Linked DNA regions of Mus musculus: region 1 is linked to region 2. Evidence: chromatin contacts called from public HiChIP or PLAC-seq data. All regions are on one chromosome and are shown on one strand. Each heading gives the region's core, a stretch centred on a gene start, on an enhancer-like site or on the middle of the called end of the contact. The rest is flanking DNA. Distances are from core to core; before and after follow the strand shown. Region 1 holds the start of Thap1 (THAP domain containing, apoptosis associated protein 1). Region 2 overlaps Nsd3 (nuclear receptor binding SET domain protein 3).

Region 1 (7,273 bases), core at 360-2,859, 460 kb before region 2:
AAGTCATAGTTTAGGCTATATTCTAGCCTATTCCCCAGAGAAAACAGCACACAAGTCTTACTTTCTTGCAAACATTATTAAACATGAACACTACTGACCCCTCAAAATCTGAGAGACCATTGTGAAATTTGTTTCTGTAATCGTTTTGCTATGGATAACTTGCATAATTTACCAGTGGATCTGATTTCTTAGCTATCATCTGCATACAGTCAGGAATTCCTCCAAAACCTAACATAAAACTTGTAACAACAAATTTACCTGCCTAAAAATTGTCACATTTTGTGGACTGTTAGCATTAACAAACACCATCAGTAACGCTAATTCTATGACTTTCTTCTTTCAAGAGAGTATTTTTATTTTTCTCTTTAAAAAGATTTATTTATTATATATAAGTACACTGTAGCTGTCTTCAGACACATCAGAAGAAGGCGTCATTTCTCATTACGGATGGTTGTGAGCCACCATGTGGTTGCTGGGAATTGAACTCAGGACCTCTGGAGGAGCAGTCAGTGCTCTCAACCGCTGAGCCATCTCTCCAGAGTATTTTTCACCCTGGCTTCTTGATTGCTGCACCCACTACAAGAACGAGCCCTGACGGCTGTGGGGGTAAAGCTGGTATTCGCTCACATTAACCTTCACCACGGCAACAGAGTCAAGTGTGTGCTATCGTCTCGTTCTTCCTGTGTGTTGAAAGACAGGGGTTCATCTCGACAATACCAAGAGCCTCCTCTAAAGCCCATGGATGCTAAAGGTTGGTTCTTTGACGCTAGGACTTAAGAGTCCTCCCTGGCATCCCGGTCAGCTGCCCTGCTTCCTTCCCGGCATCCACAGTGAGGTCCGAAACCTGTCCTCCTCCCCCTGTGCGTTCCCAGCTCGACTTCCTCCCTATGTGCCACGGCCACGCCGCGGCTTGGGACGAAGAGGTACGCAGGGCTGCGAGAGGCTTCTGGGCGTCGCTCGCTCGCTTGCCCGCCCGCCGGAAACCCTCCGCGAGCGCGAAGGCGCGCGGTCTCAGCCCCCAGCGGAGGCCAAGACCAACGGAGACGCCGCGCGCCCGGGATGCGCAGCGGGGGCGCGCAGCCACGGGGACGCGCCCCCGTGGGTCCCCGCCCCCGCCGGCCCGGCCCGTCCGCCGCCCTGAGCGCCCGAGCGCCCGCCCCGCCTCCTCCAGGTCTCGCGCGGCCACGCGCCGGGCTCCGCCCCCACCCGCCCGCGCGCCCCTGTCGCCGCGGCCGCGGAGCACGCCAGTTACCTACTTGTGGAAGGAGACGGGCTTGTCCTTGTCGTAGCGGTTCTTGCAGCCGTAGGCGGAGCAGGACTGCACCATCCTTCTGGCCCTCCACACTTCCCTTCGGCCCGGGAGGCAGGCGAAGGGGGCCGTCGGGGTCGCCGCGCTCGGCCTTGATAACGCTCGCCGCTCTCGGTGGCGTCGGTCAGCAGTTACGGGGACGATCACCTCGCCGTGGGGTGGGGGTTGGGGTGGGGGAGTGACTACCCTGTCCGTTGTGGGGTTTGCTTTAGCAGAAGGACCACAGCTGTCGCCCGTCTCCCATCTTCAAGATGGCGGAGGCAGCTTCAGCCTCACCTCTCGCGAGGACTCGGCTCGCCGTCTCTGATTGGCTGAAGGTAACGTTCCCAGGGAAGCTGACCATTGGCTGGGGCGAGGCGCGCCTGTGGGGCGTGGTCAGCAGTGCGGAAGTGGGTGGGCCCTCTGCGCCTTGGCCGGAAGAGAGCGCGTTTGTTTGGGATCCTGACTGCAGTCGTTCTCGTAGTGGTGACTGTCGTTAATTTGTCCGGCGTTTTCTGCTGCAGCTTGATAAAGAACGGCCTGTTGGGTCCGAAAGCCTGCAGGAGAACGTGGAAGAGCTCGTCCCTGGCCATACGCAGTTTTTTTTTAAAGGGGGGGGAACCAGCAGATGCGTGGATTGTACAAACCTGTGGTCCACGTTCAGAATCCAGGTGACCGTCTAACTAGACAACGAGGACAAACGCGCATTTCATTTCCTCTAAGCTGGGAAGGAAGACCTTTTTTTTTTTTTTTAAATGTATGTGAGTACACTGTCGCTGTCTTCAGACACACCAGAAGAGGGCATCAGATCTCACTGCAGATGGTTGTGAGCCACCATGTGGTTGCTGGGAATTGAACTCAGGACCTATGTAAGAGCAGTCAGTGCTCTCAACTGCAGAGCCATCTTTCCATCCCTACAGTGCACTTCTGAACGTTGTTACCTTTGTGTAGGCGCAGCGATTTTTCAAGCTGAAGACAAGTGTTACAGGCTTGACCCTCTGTAGTTTGGAGTGTGTGGCGCATTCTCTCCCTTATAAACTATTTTCTGTACCCTTAAATATTGCTTCTCTTAAGGATCTATTTAGTGGCTACCATCTCTAGAACTTTGACTATTGAACCCACATACCATCTTTTCCTAGCTCGTTTTACTTGAGCACACATGGACTTGCCTTCAGAGTTATCAGGTATATGGTTTAATACATTCGCCAACTACTTAAATCTGAAATCCTGGTGTCACTGAGATAAAACAAAAAAACTAGGCTTTAATTCAGCAGAAAAGAACACTTGTTGCTCTTGCAGGTGACCCGGGTTCGATTCCCAGCACCCACAAGGCAGTTCACAACCATCTATAACTCCAGGCAGCTGGGCACCAGGCACACATGTTGTGGGTCAGAGGACAGTTTGTGGGAGTGGGTTCTCTCCTTCCACCTTGTGGGCTCTGGGACCTAACTCGGATCATTAGTCTTGATGCTAAGTGCTCTTATCAGCTGCTCCTAGGACCCCTTCCTCGAGACTTAGGTTAACCTCATAGAATAGAGAGGTTATTCTCTCACCACCATCCTTGAATTCAAGTACTCACAGTCTCAACTTTTTGTCAGTCCTAGTCTTCAGCTTTCTCTCTGTCCCTCATAAAAACACTGCCAGCCCCTTGTTTATAAAGCTTAGACATCCCAGGATACCTCTGTAGTGAATAAAGTCCAAATTGCTGATGATGGCAGCATAAGCAGCAGGTACTCCTGTGTTTGTACCATCTTCCCCTGCTTGTCCTTACACTCCTGTAACTGCTCAGATAGGCAGCTTTGCTTGGCCTGGGATGCCCGTCCCCTGACTGCTTCATCTTTCCTTAAGATGTATCTTGTGTGTTTTTTTCTGTCAGGTTTGCCTTATACCTTTTTGTTTTGGTGAAGTTGTGTACTTATGTCTGTAATTGTGTGCTGTAACATCTCTGTCTCATCTGACTGGGGTGCTGGGGAGGCTGGCAGCATCTTACTGAACCTGGTAGCCTCAGCAGCTCTGGTTGTCACAAATTAGGAGACATTGAATTAAATGGACCTAGAAACTGTACCTAAATTCGTTTCAGAGAAGTAGCTATATATTAGGAACACCAGAAGAGTGGTTTATTAACATTTTATAGGGTATTGATACTAGGTTCTCTACTTTAGTCCACTGCAAAGAAAAAAAAAATCATGATATGGTTAACAGATGGTACCCCAAAAATAATTTATGTAGTTACCTTAAACTCTGAACACATCATATGGCTTGTTATTTATTGAAAACCTGTTCTGTACTTCTGAGGGGCTATATAGTGAAGATGGGTGGTATAGTAGTCTGCCTTACTAGTTATTTTACTAAGCTAGTGTTCTGTAGTGAGAAGAAGGAGAGTCACACAGAAATTCGAAAAATGCTGGAGGAGGTTGCAGTTATTAAAGATGAGGCTAGGACTGGCCTACTAGAGGAAGCAACTACTGAAAGATTTCAAATTAGCTGTGAGGACATCTTCTGTACCTGGTGCCATGAGGCACGGGAAGCCCACCTCCCGAGGCCTGGGGATCCAGCCTGTTCAAGGAGAAGCAGAAGTGTGTTGGAGTTGCTGAGTGCAGTGGCTTGGGGGACAAGTAAGAGGAGAGGTTAGAGGATAAGAGCCTAAGGGGTTCTGCAGGCTGATGTAAGCTGCTGGTTTACCATGCTGAGGTTCTTGTGCTGAGCAACAACCTGTCTCCACAGTCAGCTTTGAAGCAGAAGGGTGATGCAGGTTTAAATACACTTCAAGTTCAGGCTTGGTAGCACACTCTTGTAATCTCAGCCTTCACAAAGGAAGGGCAAGAATTGTGCTGAGTCTGAGGACTACCTGGTCATAGTGAGTTCTAGCCAACCAAGGTATACAAAGTCAAAACCTATCGAAAAAATAAATTCTGCTGTGTTGAGATGGGAGTAGGGATGTGAGGTGTAACGTGGGCGGTAAGTGATCATTTATCTCGTTCATTAGTTCATTTTCCTATATTATGCCCCCATATGGGCTAGCATGTTATTTACAGAACTGTTAGTGAGGCATATTAGTGTATCTTCATAGAGCTTATTCTATAAAGGGGAAAGTAGAATAAAAGTGTAAATTAAGGGCTGGAGACTTTTTTTTTTTTAAAGTATAAATTATACTAAGGTACCTGAATAAGGGTAACTAAGGGTAGGTATCCCATGCAAGAAACAAACATTTGAATGTTAATCAGAGGATGGAATGGATGAAGGTGAGGAGGAACATTCCAGACACTGGGAGTGTATGTTAAAGCACCAACCTGTGTTTGAAAGTACAGCCAGTAGAAGAGGGCCAGACCCTGGTGGTGGAGCCAGTTAGGAGAAGGCCATGAAGTAAAGATTGAAGGAGCCGAGTATTAGTATGGATGAGATTCAGTGGCCACTGAACCACTTTAGGCATTAGTATTTTATAAGGGTAATTCTGCTTATTTTAAGAGCTGTAGAAGACAACAATTCAAAAAGACAAACCAATTAAGAGGCTGTTGCTGGTGAGCAAAGAGGTGGTAGCTTGGGTGAAGGTGGTAGCAGAGAAGCCAGGACTGGTAAGAACAAGGTGTGTGCAGTGCAGGCAATACAGTTTAGTGAGAGGAGAGTGAGAGAACTGGGCAGGGTTTGAGCATGGTTCTAAGTTGAGCATTAGATGTATGAATGTATGTAATACAAAAGTGAAAGAAGAACAACTCACAACAAAATAGAACTTGGAAGCACATTACGCCAGGGGCAGTTTGTAGGACTGGGGATGTCAGAAAAGAAAGCTAAAAGTGGTGTTAGAGTTAAGCAGTAAATGCCCATTAAGAAAACACTTGGGTCCAAGCAATATCCTCCCTGGTCTGGGTGAAGCCCTAACCATCCAGTTGGACCTGATCAGTCAATCACCTGGCTGAGAGCCCACCCCTAGAGAGAGGTTCACCTTAAGACATGACAAAGAGAGACAGGTGGAATGAGGTACTGTAGACCCTTCTAGAATCCCTGCCTCTGGTGCTGTAGAATTCAACTTCGTAAGTCTGATTCAACTTCATAAGCCTGCCTACTTTTCTTTCTTTCGAAGCATTGCTTGCCTTAACACTTGGGATTTCACCCGCATATGGGCATGCTTGTCCACAATGTGTTTGACTTCCATACCAGCTTAATTATGCCATCCTAAATGGTAGAGTTGGTTTGGTGGGGTTTTGTTCCTGTTCTTTAACCATTATCCTCCAGTCTTCAGGCAGCTGCTGAGTTTTATAGCTTGCTTGCCCTGGATTTTTTTTTTTTCTTTTAACCTCTAAGAAGACTGTACTTGAGCCTCATTTGAGTGCATCCTTTAATTGTGTTAACAAGACTGAGAACTCCAAAAGGGGACTCCAACTTCCCTTTACCACTGGTTCTATGCTTAAGACTGCAAACCACTAAGGAAGTGGACAAGGCTCACTCTAGAGTGCCTGCTTTGTGGTCACTGATTCAGAGGAAAACTAGTCAGGTTGTTGTATGTGTTACATGGCTAGATTTTTCTCTTATCCTCTTCTGTCTTACTGTTTGTAACTTGGAAGTGAAATGTATACTTTTATTTTGCTGGACATCATCCTTAATTGCCCCTATATCAAAATGGTAAGTTTAAAGATATGGTAAATTGCATATAATTTTAAAAATATCTTTTGAACTAATAAACACATTGTGGTTTTCTTTATAAAAATAATCTTCCAGCCTAAATTTTCACTATGTGATCTGCAAATTTATTAGCTTAGTAAAAAGTAGCTTTCACCTCTTTCTTTAAAACATAACATTGTTATTGATTCTCTGCACATTTCACATCATTCACAATAATCACACCTCCCTCCCACCCCTGTGAACCTCTGGAAAAGTAAAAATATTTTTTTAATTTAAAAAGTCCAATTTTTATAATCTGTACACTCACTGGAGCATGGTCAAACTCCCAGTGGCCTGCTGCTTAAACAGGAGTGAGTCCATCCCTCCATGCACACACTCCAGAAGCCATCAGCCGTCGAGAGCTACACTGCAGTGGCCTCCATTTCTGGCTTCCTGTTTACACTGTTCGTTTTTCTGTTGGTTTGGGGACTGAGGTGGTCACAGAAGCCTTCCTTCCATGCCCCTCCCTCTCAACTGTGTGTCTGCAGTCATCAATATCACAGTCAGCTGGAACATGGACCCTGAGCCTCCACATGGTTTGTGGCAACAGACCATCGACAGGGCTACAGGCTGCAGTATGCTGCGGATGCAGTAGGATCCCAGACACAGATAAGGCTCTCAGAGGCAGCTCAGACTGCAGGTATCGCTGTGGCCCCAGCCTCAGGTGGCAGCACAGGCCACTCACACCGACCGACATGGCCCTCAGTGACAGTGCAGCCCACAGACATCAACGTGACTAGAGGTAGCAGAACTGACTATGGGCATAAACACAGACCCCAGCCACAGTAAAACCATGGACCAAACATGGCCCTCAGTGGCAGCACAAATCTACTATAGCCTTTAGTGCACACCACTCACAGCAGTATGGTCCTGGTGGCTGCAGAGCCCACTGACATCAGCATGGATTCAGGCAGAGGCACAGAGCACAAGAATGCAGGGTTTTGTTGTTTGGTTTGGTTTTTGAGACCACTGACTTTGCAACCCTGGCTGATCTGGAACTCATCATATAGACCAGGCTATCCTTGAACTCAAAAGGGATTCACCTCTGCCTCCTAATTAAAAGGCTTGCACATCCAGGTCCTAACATTTCAATCAATACATGTAGCATGGTCCACAATCAATAGCAATCAAAATAATGAAGCCAGGGGCTATCTATGCAGCTCAGTTAGTGGTGTTTACATTGCATGCACTTAAAACTGGACATGATGACCCACTGGTAATCCTAGCACTCAGGAGGTGCAAACAAAAGGATCAAAAGCTCAAGGTCATCCTTGTCTGGGTCAGACCAGCCTGAACTATGAGACCTTCAAAACTGCTAGAACCTACAAA
Region 2 (7,536 bases), core at 1,037-3,536:
AGGAGTTTCACTTGATTAAAAGACACTTCAAACATAGCCTAGTGCTCTAGGCTTTATGCATCTCAAACCTGGTCCTGATGTCATAGGAGGTTTATGGATGTAGAATCCCAGTGCCTGGTGAACACTTTTTGTTTGTTTGTTTGGTTGGTTTTTCAAGACAGGGTTTCTCTATGTAGCCCTGGCGGTCTTGGAACTCACTCTGTAGACCAGGCTGGCCTCGAACTCAGAAATCCGCCTGCCTCTGCCTCCCGAGTGCTGGGATTAAAGGCGTGCACCGCCACGCTCGGCCCTGGTGAACATTCTTGAGTGGCAGAAGATTCGTGTGCAAATACAAAACACAGCCCTGAGTGTGAGCACTGGGTCTCTGTGAGCATGGCCCAACTTACCTTTTTTGAAGGTCTTGTTAATGCTAGTCTGTCCCTCTGCAAAGTGTTTGTCTCCTTCAACGTAAGGGAACACTCTGCCTTGGTGAACCCAGTAGTAGTCGTGAGAACCAAAGAAGAACACGGGGAAGTCCCCCAAGTCATGCTTAAGGCCCTGGATGTTCAGCGGCACAGACCTGGGACTGCAAATCTCTGCAGGCCACCATCTGAGGACAAAATGGAGAAGGTGAAAACCTCACACTCTTCCTTACAGGCCGGGAGAAGGGTTCACATTCTAGAATACACAGTAGTGATCTGCTCACTTAGCATGGTGCTACATGCCTTTAATCCCAGGGAGAGGCAGGCAAATCTCTGTGGATTCGAGGTCAGCCAGGTCGCCATAGTGAGTTTCTAGGACAGCAAGAGCTACTCAGTGAGACCCTGCCTCACCCTCACTTCCCCCAACCCCAACGCCCCGCCCCACCAACCACCAAAACACCATGACCACAACCAATCACTATTGCTGAATTAACATAACAGAGAACATAGGCCGAACAAAGTAGGCCCTAACAACTCCATGTGGTTTCTTTCCTTAAAAGACTAGCATTTAAAATTTATAAAATATATATCACGAACATATCAGTTATAACATCTACTGTGAGAAGGACAATGCGACCACTTCCCAGCTCTGGAATTGGGATGTTAACTAGTATGATCCCAGCCCATTTTCACTGTAGGAAATTCACACTTTCCCACAACTGATGAACTTCCTCTCTTCCCAGGGGGAGGAGACTAACTTTTGAGAATGAAGGATTGTTTCTAGCGGTCAGAGGGATTCTTTTGAGAATGAGCCACTGCCGTAGCAAAGTGTCAGTACTACATGCGAGTCAGCACTTCTCGACTCATCAACCAGAGGAGGTGCCTCTCGCCCTGATATACCAGGCTCCCTGTCAGCATTCCAGACTCAGTTCAACTTGATGAACACAGGGTGCAAGTAGAAAAAACCATCTCCTCCGTGCTCTTGGCATGGAGACTATTGGCATTAGATGGATTCCCCACATGTGAAGAACACATTGTACAACAGGGCTGGGGGTGGGGGTGGGGCTAACCTGGAGAGAGGGTCTGTCCCTATAAAACCAAACTGGAAAAAAGAAGATTGTATGTATCCAGATCTACACTTAAAGTGCACGCACGCACACACGCACGTACACACACACACACACACACACACACACACACACGCACACACACACACACACACACACACACACACACACACACGCGCGCGCGCGCACGCACACACACTTTTTAAAATTTACTTGTATGTGTTTGAATGTCTGGCTTACATGTATGCACCCTGTGTGTGTGCTAGGTGTGGAGCAGGACCTGAAGTTACAGACAGCTGTGCGTGCCACTGTAAAAGCAGTCAGTGCTCGCACTGCCGAGCCACTTCTCCAGCTCCCACTAAAAAACAAAAACAAAAACAAAACAAAAATACAAAATTCCTCCAACAACAAAGCAAGAAGAAGTGCCAACAATGGTGGTCTCACCCACTTGAGAGGCTGGGGCAGGAGGACCACTTAAGCAAGAGGTTAGTTAGGCCAGGAAGATTCTGTCCTATCCTCCAAAAGGGAGATAACATGTAAAAACATGGACACAGACTGCTTATGTTTAATATACTCTAAACTCAACTCTTCATGCAAACAATTTACAATATGGTTGCAATTATCTAGAAATATATTTTCTTCAGAATTCCAATAGAATTCCTGATACTGTGGTGCACTCAGGAGGCAGAGGGAGGTGGGTCTCTGTGGTTTAGATCAGCCTTTTCTGCACGCCAACTCTGAGGTCAGCCAGAGTTATATAGTGAGACCCCATCTTTAAAAACAGCTAAGGTGGATGTGGTGGTACACGCCTTTAATATCAGCACTCTGCAGGCCGTCTGGCAGACATCTGGTCTACATATGGTCTAGGCTAGAGAGAGCTACGCAGTGAGACCCTGCCTCAAAATACCAATCCTAACACATATCAAGGCTATTAATTATCTTAAAGGAGGACCCGGGGAGATGGCCTGGCAGCTACGAGCACAGGCTGCTCTTCCAGCACCCACGCGGCTGCTCGCAGCCATCTATAACTCTAGTTCCAGGGAACCTAACTCCCTCTTCTGGCCTCCCTGGGTACACAGCACACAGACATACACAGAGGCAAAACACCCATACACATAAGATAACAAAAATAAACAAAAATATTAAAGTCTTACCATGCTGGGTTTCAGACCCAGGACAGGAGGCTGAGGTGTATATTTTACATAGCAAGATGGACCTGGCCTCCAGGTTCTCCCAGCATCCCTCAGTCTCTACCTGTTACAGGGCGTATGCCCTCTGCCCTGAATTTCCCCTCCCCTAGAGGCTCTTTCCTATATAATCCAGACAATTTGGTCTCTCTTTCCCTCTCTCCTCTCCCCCTCTCTCCATTTTCTCTCTCCCTGCTTGCGTGCTCTCTTTCTCTCTCCCCTCCCATGACAACTTACCTAGCCCAAGAGCAGCTTCCCTATAAACCTGCTATGTACTCTACTCTGGCTTGAATTGGCTCATTTCACTGGCAGAGAAATAACTTATCACAAAGGAGTATGTTTTTAAATAATATTAATTCCTCTCTCATTTTAAATTTTGTTTTTATTTTTTTAAAGGATTTATTTATTATTATATGAAAGTACACTGTAGCTGTCCTTAGACACACCAGAAGAGGGCATCAGATCTCATTACGGATGGTTGTGAGCCTCCATGTTGTTGCTGGGATTTGAACTCAGGACCTTTGGAAGTGCAGTCAGTGCTCTTAATCACTGAGCCATCTCACCAGCCCTATGTTTTTATTTTTTATGTGTGTATATGCACCTGTGTGAGGCCAGGAGAGAAGGTCTGCCTGCCTGGGCTGGGGTTACAGGGGGCTGTAAGCCTCCTGACATGGATGCTGGGAAATGAACACGGATCTAAAGAGCAGCAATCACTCTTAGTATCTCTGCAGCCCCTGTTCTCATGCCTTTAAGAACTGAGGCTTGGGCTGGTGTGGTGGCTCAACAGGTAAAGCTGCTGTTGTCAAGGCTGACCTCCTGAGATTCTCTTGGGTAGGAGAGACCCAGCTCCAGAAAGCTCTTCTCTGACCTCTAAAATTGTACTGTGGCACTTGTATGTCCCAGCTCTTACTGGAATAATCTCACTTTTTAGTATATATGAAGAAAACAAAGCACTCTTTGCACACAGCTTAGGGCTACTTGAACACAGTGGGCCTGGTTTAGAACCAAACTGACCTAGCAGGGTGTGGCGGCACACGTCCTTTATCCCAGCACTCTGGAGGCAGAGCCAGGTGGACCCCTGTTAGTCTGATGCCAGCCTAGTCTACAAAGCAAGTTTCAGGGTTATTACACAGAGAACACACACACACAAACAAAAACAAACAAATTTGAATGGATCTATTTTGATAAAAGCTATAAACTCTTGATCTCATTCAAAATTAGAAATCAAGGCATGGAGAGATTGTTCAGGGCTCTTCCAGAAGACCTGTGTTCAATTTCTAGCCCACAAATGGCAGCTCAAAGCTGTCTGTAACTCAGTCTCAGGGGATCTGACACCTGACTTCCCTAGGCAAGCACACACATGAGATACAAGCGTACAGGCTAGTAAAAAGACTCATACACCAAATAAATAAATAAATAGACAAACAAACAAACAAATAAATAAATGTTTATAAAAAAGTTTAAAACCAATATAAAACTAAGATACAAAAAAACCCAAAACCTCCATTCTTTATGTAAATCCTTTCATTGCAAAATTTAGTAGTGCATAATTCATCAGTATAAAATAATTCTCAGAACCTAAGCAAAGTGAAAAACCCACTCTCAAAGAAAAGGCAAGCAGATAAAAACAAAAATCCAAGAGCAAAATAACCTTTGCCATTCCCTAGAAATCCAGACCAACCGCCCTTGTCTTTGAGCCCTTTTGTTCAGGGAGCGGATCCTGCAAGCCTGTCTCTCGGCCTGTGCGCTAATCGCACTCCGTGCAGATCATGACCCCCGCTGCAACAGTAGTACTTCCTTTTTTGTGCTTGGAAAACTTGCCTGTAATTTCCCAATTTGACCCAAACAATCTGTTTGTAATGCAGTTTCTTGCCAGCTTTACAGTCATTGCAATTCCAGCAGCCTTCTGGCATGTCTATGCTCAGGCATTCTGGGTGGAAGGAAGCAGGGCACGATTCACAGCAGAGCAATCTTCCACCTTAAAACAGACAAACAGCCTTAGTAACAGAGAAACGGAAGGAAGGAAAACGTTTAAGTATACTAGACTTTATTCAAATGGGAAACAAAGACACTGAATTATGTCCCGAGTGATGGATTAAAATAGGAAATGAATGAAATAGCTAGTTGTTAAGACTTCAGCAGCTAGAAACGAAGTTTTTGAGTAAAAAAACAAAAAACAAAAAACAAACAAACAAAAAAAAAACCAGAAAAACCCAACCTGTGCTCCTTTAGAATATGAGCTACAGGGGATCTGGTATTGGCTAGCTAAAATATCACAAGAGATACAGAACCTCGTTAGCCCATGTAGATTTAAAATAGGCTTTCAAACAAATAGCTTTCTTTTGTTCTTTACAGCTAGGAAAAAGTAACAATCATTTTTATTTTAATCCACTACCACAATAAACTAAATCTCTTTATAATAACGTCAGACAAGAATGAAAATAATTAAGGTGATGGGAACTTATTTTCTCCTTCTAATACCAAGGTGGAACACAGATTCTCACAACGGTAGCTCCAGCGTCACTCCTTCCCAGTGCAGAGGCCGTCAAGCAGGCAGTACAGCAGTGGCCTGTAACTGTTACAGCAGTGGTCTGTAACTACAGCAGTGGTCTGTAACTACAGCAGTGGCCTGTAACTGTTACAGCAGTGGCCTGTAACTGTTACAGCAGTGGCCTGTAACTGTTACAGCAGTGGTCTGTAACTACAGCAGTGGCCTTTAACTGTTACAGCAGTGGCCTGTAACTGCTCCATCTCCACTGGTCCCTTTCTCCTAGTCATGACCTACGTTTTCAAAACCACACCAACCAAAAATAAACTTGCATTTCAAGATGAAGAATTTTCCTCCACCTTTTCTTGGAGATGGAATTTCACTATGTAGCTCACACCTTCCACCAGTGATCCTCTTGCCTGTCTCCCAAGTGCTGGGACTGCAGACAGGCACCACCATGCCCAGCTCTCCTTTTTGTATTGACCAAAGAAATACATAACTACTAGAGACTATGATCCAAAAGCAAAGAAAGTATTAGCATGTTGAACAGTTAAAGTTATAGCCAAATATAAACTCATATAGCTCTATATTGTATGAAGGTGTAATTCTCTTAATTTCCAAAAATGCTTAGAATTTTTTCTTTCTTTTGTTTTTGTTTTGTTTTTTTTCTGACTCAGTTTTGAGAAGCACTGCTTTATAGCACAAAACCCCGTAATTGTCAGTGCAGAATGAAGTACTATGTGCAAGCTTGTCCTTTCGGGTTTCTAGTAAGCCCTCTCTTTGAAACCAAAACAGGTGCAACAAACAGTAACGCTTCGAATGCCGACAAATCAAAATGAGCGGGTAGGGGACAGGGGTCTCTCGTACAAGCACAAGTAAGAAAGCTCACCACTGAAGACAAAGGACACTTCCCCTGACTAGTCCGTTCTACAACCAACAAGAGATTTAAAGTCTCACAGGCAAAAGATTCAGCGCCTTCTATATAACTTGACCAAATCGCATGCTCTAACCTTTTAAAGATTTCCAGAAATCTTGTCTTCTTGCACCTTCAAACCTCAACTGTTACATGAAAAGGAAACCTAAACCCCCCACGATGGACCAGAGAACTGTATTTCCTCTGCCAGCCTTCACATTAGCAGTTCCCCTTGACTACAGGTTATCAGTGGGATTAACTGGTTCAATTTTCCAGCTGCTTGGATGTTTTAAGGGTTTTGTTTTGTTTCAAGACAGTGTTTCTTTGTGTTCCCCTGGCTATCCTGGAACTAGCCCTGTAGACCAGGCTAGCCTCCAACTCAGAGATCCTCTTGCCTCTGCCTTGGGAGTGCTGGAATTAAAGGTGTGCGCGGCCACCGCCAGGCTCTGCATAGGGTTTTTAAGTCCACTGGAACCCACTGATCAAGAGGCAGGCCTGTCTTGCAGACAGCCTTAGAGGATATGTTATTATTAACACCACTGTGGAAGTTGGGAAGGTCATGTTTAGTGTTAATGTAAATGGTTGTAAATGTTCAGTCTTATTTCAGAGGAAATACAGAGCCAGAATCAGTGAAATCTGTCATGACAGAAATGTTCAAAATATAGAAAGATAAAGAAGAAAATGAAACATGAATGGTCTACCTTGTGCTATGCAAAAACAAAACAAAACAAAACAAAAAAAAACCAAACCAACAAACCAGAAAAAAAAAAATCAAACTGTTTTCCAGATACAAGAGAGGAAATATATCATTCAAGCTAAGTAGAGGTTTCAAAATAGTTCCAGTTGATGTCAATGTTAATGCTGGAAACAAAACAACAGCTGAGTTAATCTAATTTTATAAATGTACTAACAGACTAATTCTATCTTGTTGAGGAGTAATGCAGGCCCCTGCCCACCTTAAGGAAGCTTAGGACATCACTAATAAGGCACTGGAGGCTGACCTGAGCAGAAAGCATACAACCCAACCGCAGGCCAGTCTCTCAGGACTCCTGGTGGCTCTAGTCACCTTGCCAGATAGCGCTTCTATTAGTTGCTACTTGGGCCAACAAGAGCAAGGACAGATCAAAGAGGCCGCACAGATAACAAATACTAATAAAAACCTATTTTTTGATATGCATACATGGTACATTAGGAATGAACGGTGATTTTTTTTTTCTTTATCAGTTCTGAACTTGGACTATAATAAGAATATATTGAGCAAAAGGTCTATCCATACCTTCTAAGCTCACTGACGCTTCCTCTGAGATAATAATCCCCCAAATCAAACATGAAGCCACTTTCCCCTTATTGCAAGCAGGCTATGGCAAGTTAAGCACGGCTAAGAGTTTTCTTTCAGGAATGACACTGCTTGAGAGAATGTGAACATAAATTTAGCTCATTTCTTTATGAATAAACTATTCATCAGTCCTCTGGCTGGGCT

The links. HiChIP or PLAC-seq counts read pairs in DNA pulled down with a chosen protein or histone mark.
Region 1: a contact with region 2 is called in an H3K4me3 HiChIP or PLAC-seq map of embryonic limb bud, with 3 times the contacts expected there. The contact joins the promoter of Thap1 here to the enhancer-like site in region 2. A contact is called at or near these places in 12 of 39 promoter capture datasets (the C10 cell line, cranial neural crest, embryonic stem cells and 6 more), 10 of 115 datasets of contacts at active chromatin or transcription factors (the 230-238 cell line, the SCID.adh cell line, bone marrow-derived macrophages and 6 more) and 3 of 9 other capture datasets (embryonic stem cells, liver and pancreatic islet).

The regions. Positions count from the first base shown.
Region 1 is chr8:26,152,505-26,159,777 of GRCm38.p6, reverse strand. Thap1 (THAP domain containing, apoptosis associated protein 1) reads right to left here and starts at 1,609. Exons shown (of 3, transcript NM_199042.2): 1 at 1,257-1,609. The coding sequence starts at 1,327.
Region 2 is chr8:25,691,786-25,699,321 of GRCm38.p6, reverse strand. It overlaps Nsd3 (nuclear receptor binding SET domain protein 3), which reads right to left. Exons shown (of 23, transcript NM_001081269.2): 15 at 4,477-4,633; 16 at 387-589. Among named protein-coding and RNA genes, the nearest start is that of Plpp5, 24 kb to the left of the region's middle. Within about 2 kb of position 2,286, at least 10 of the 459 cell types and tissues checked have an H3K27ac peak or open chromatin away from gene starts, as enhancers often do. A contact at or near this core is called in embryonic limb bud, where this site is marked.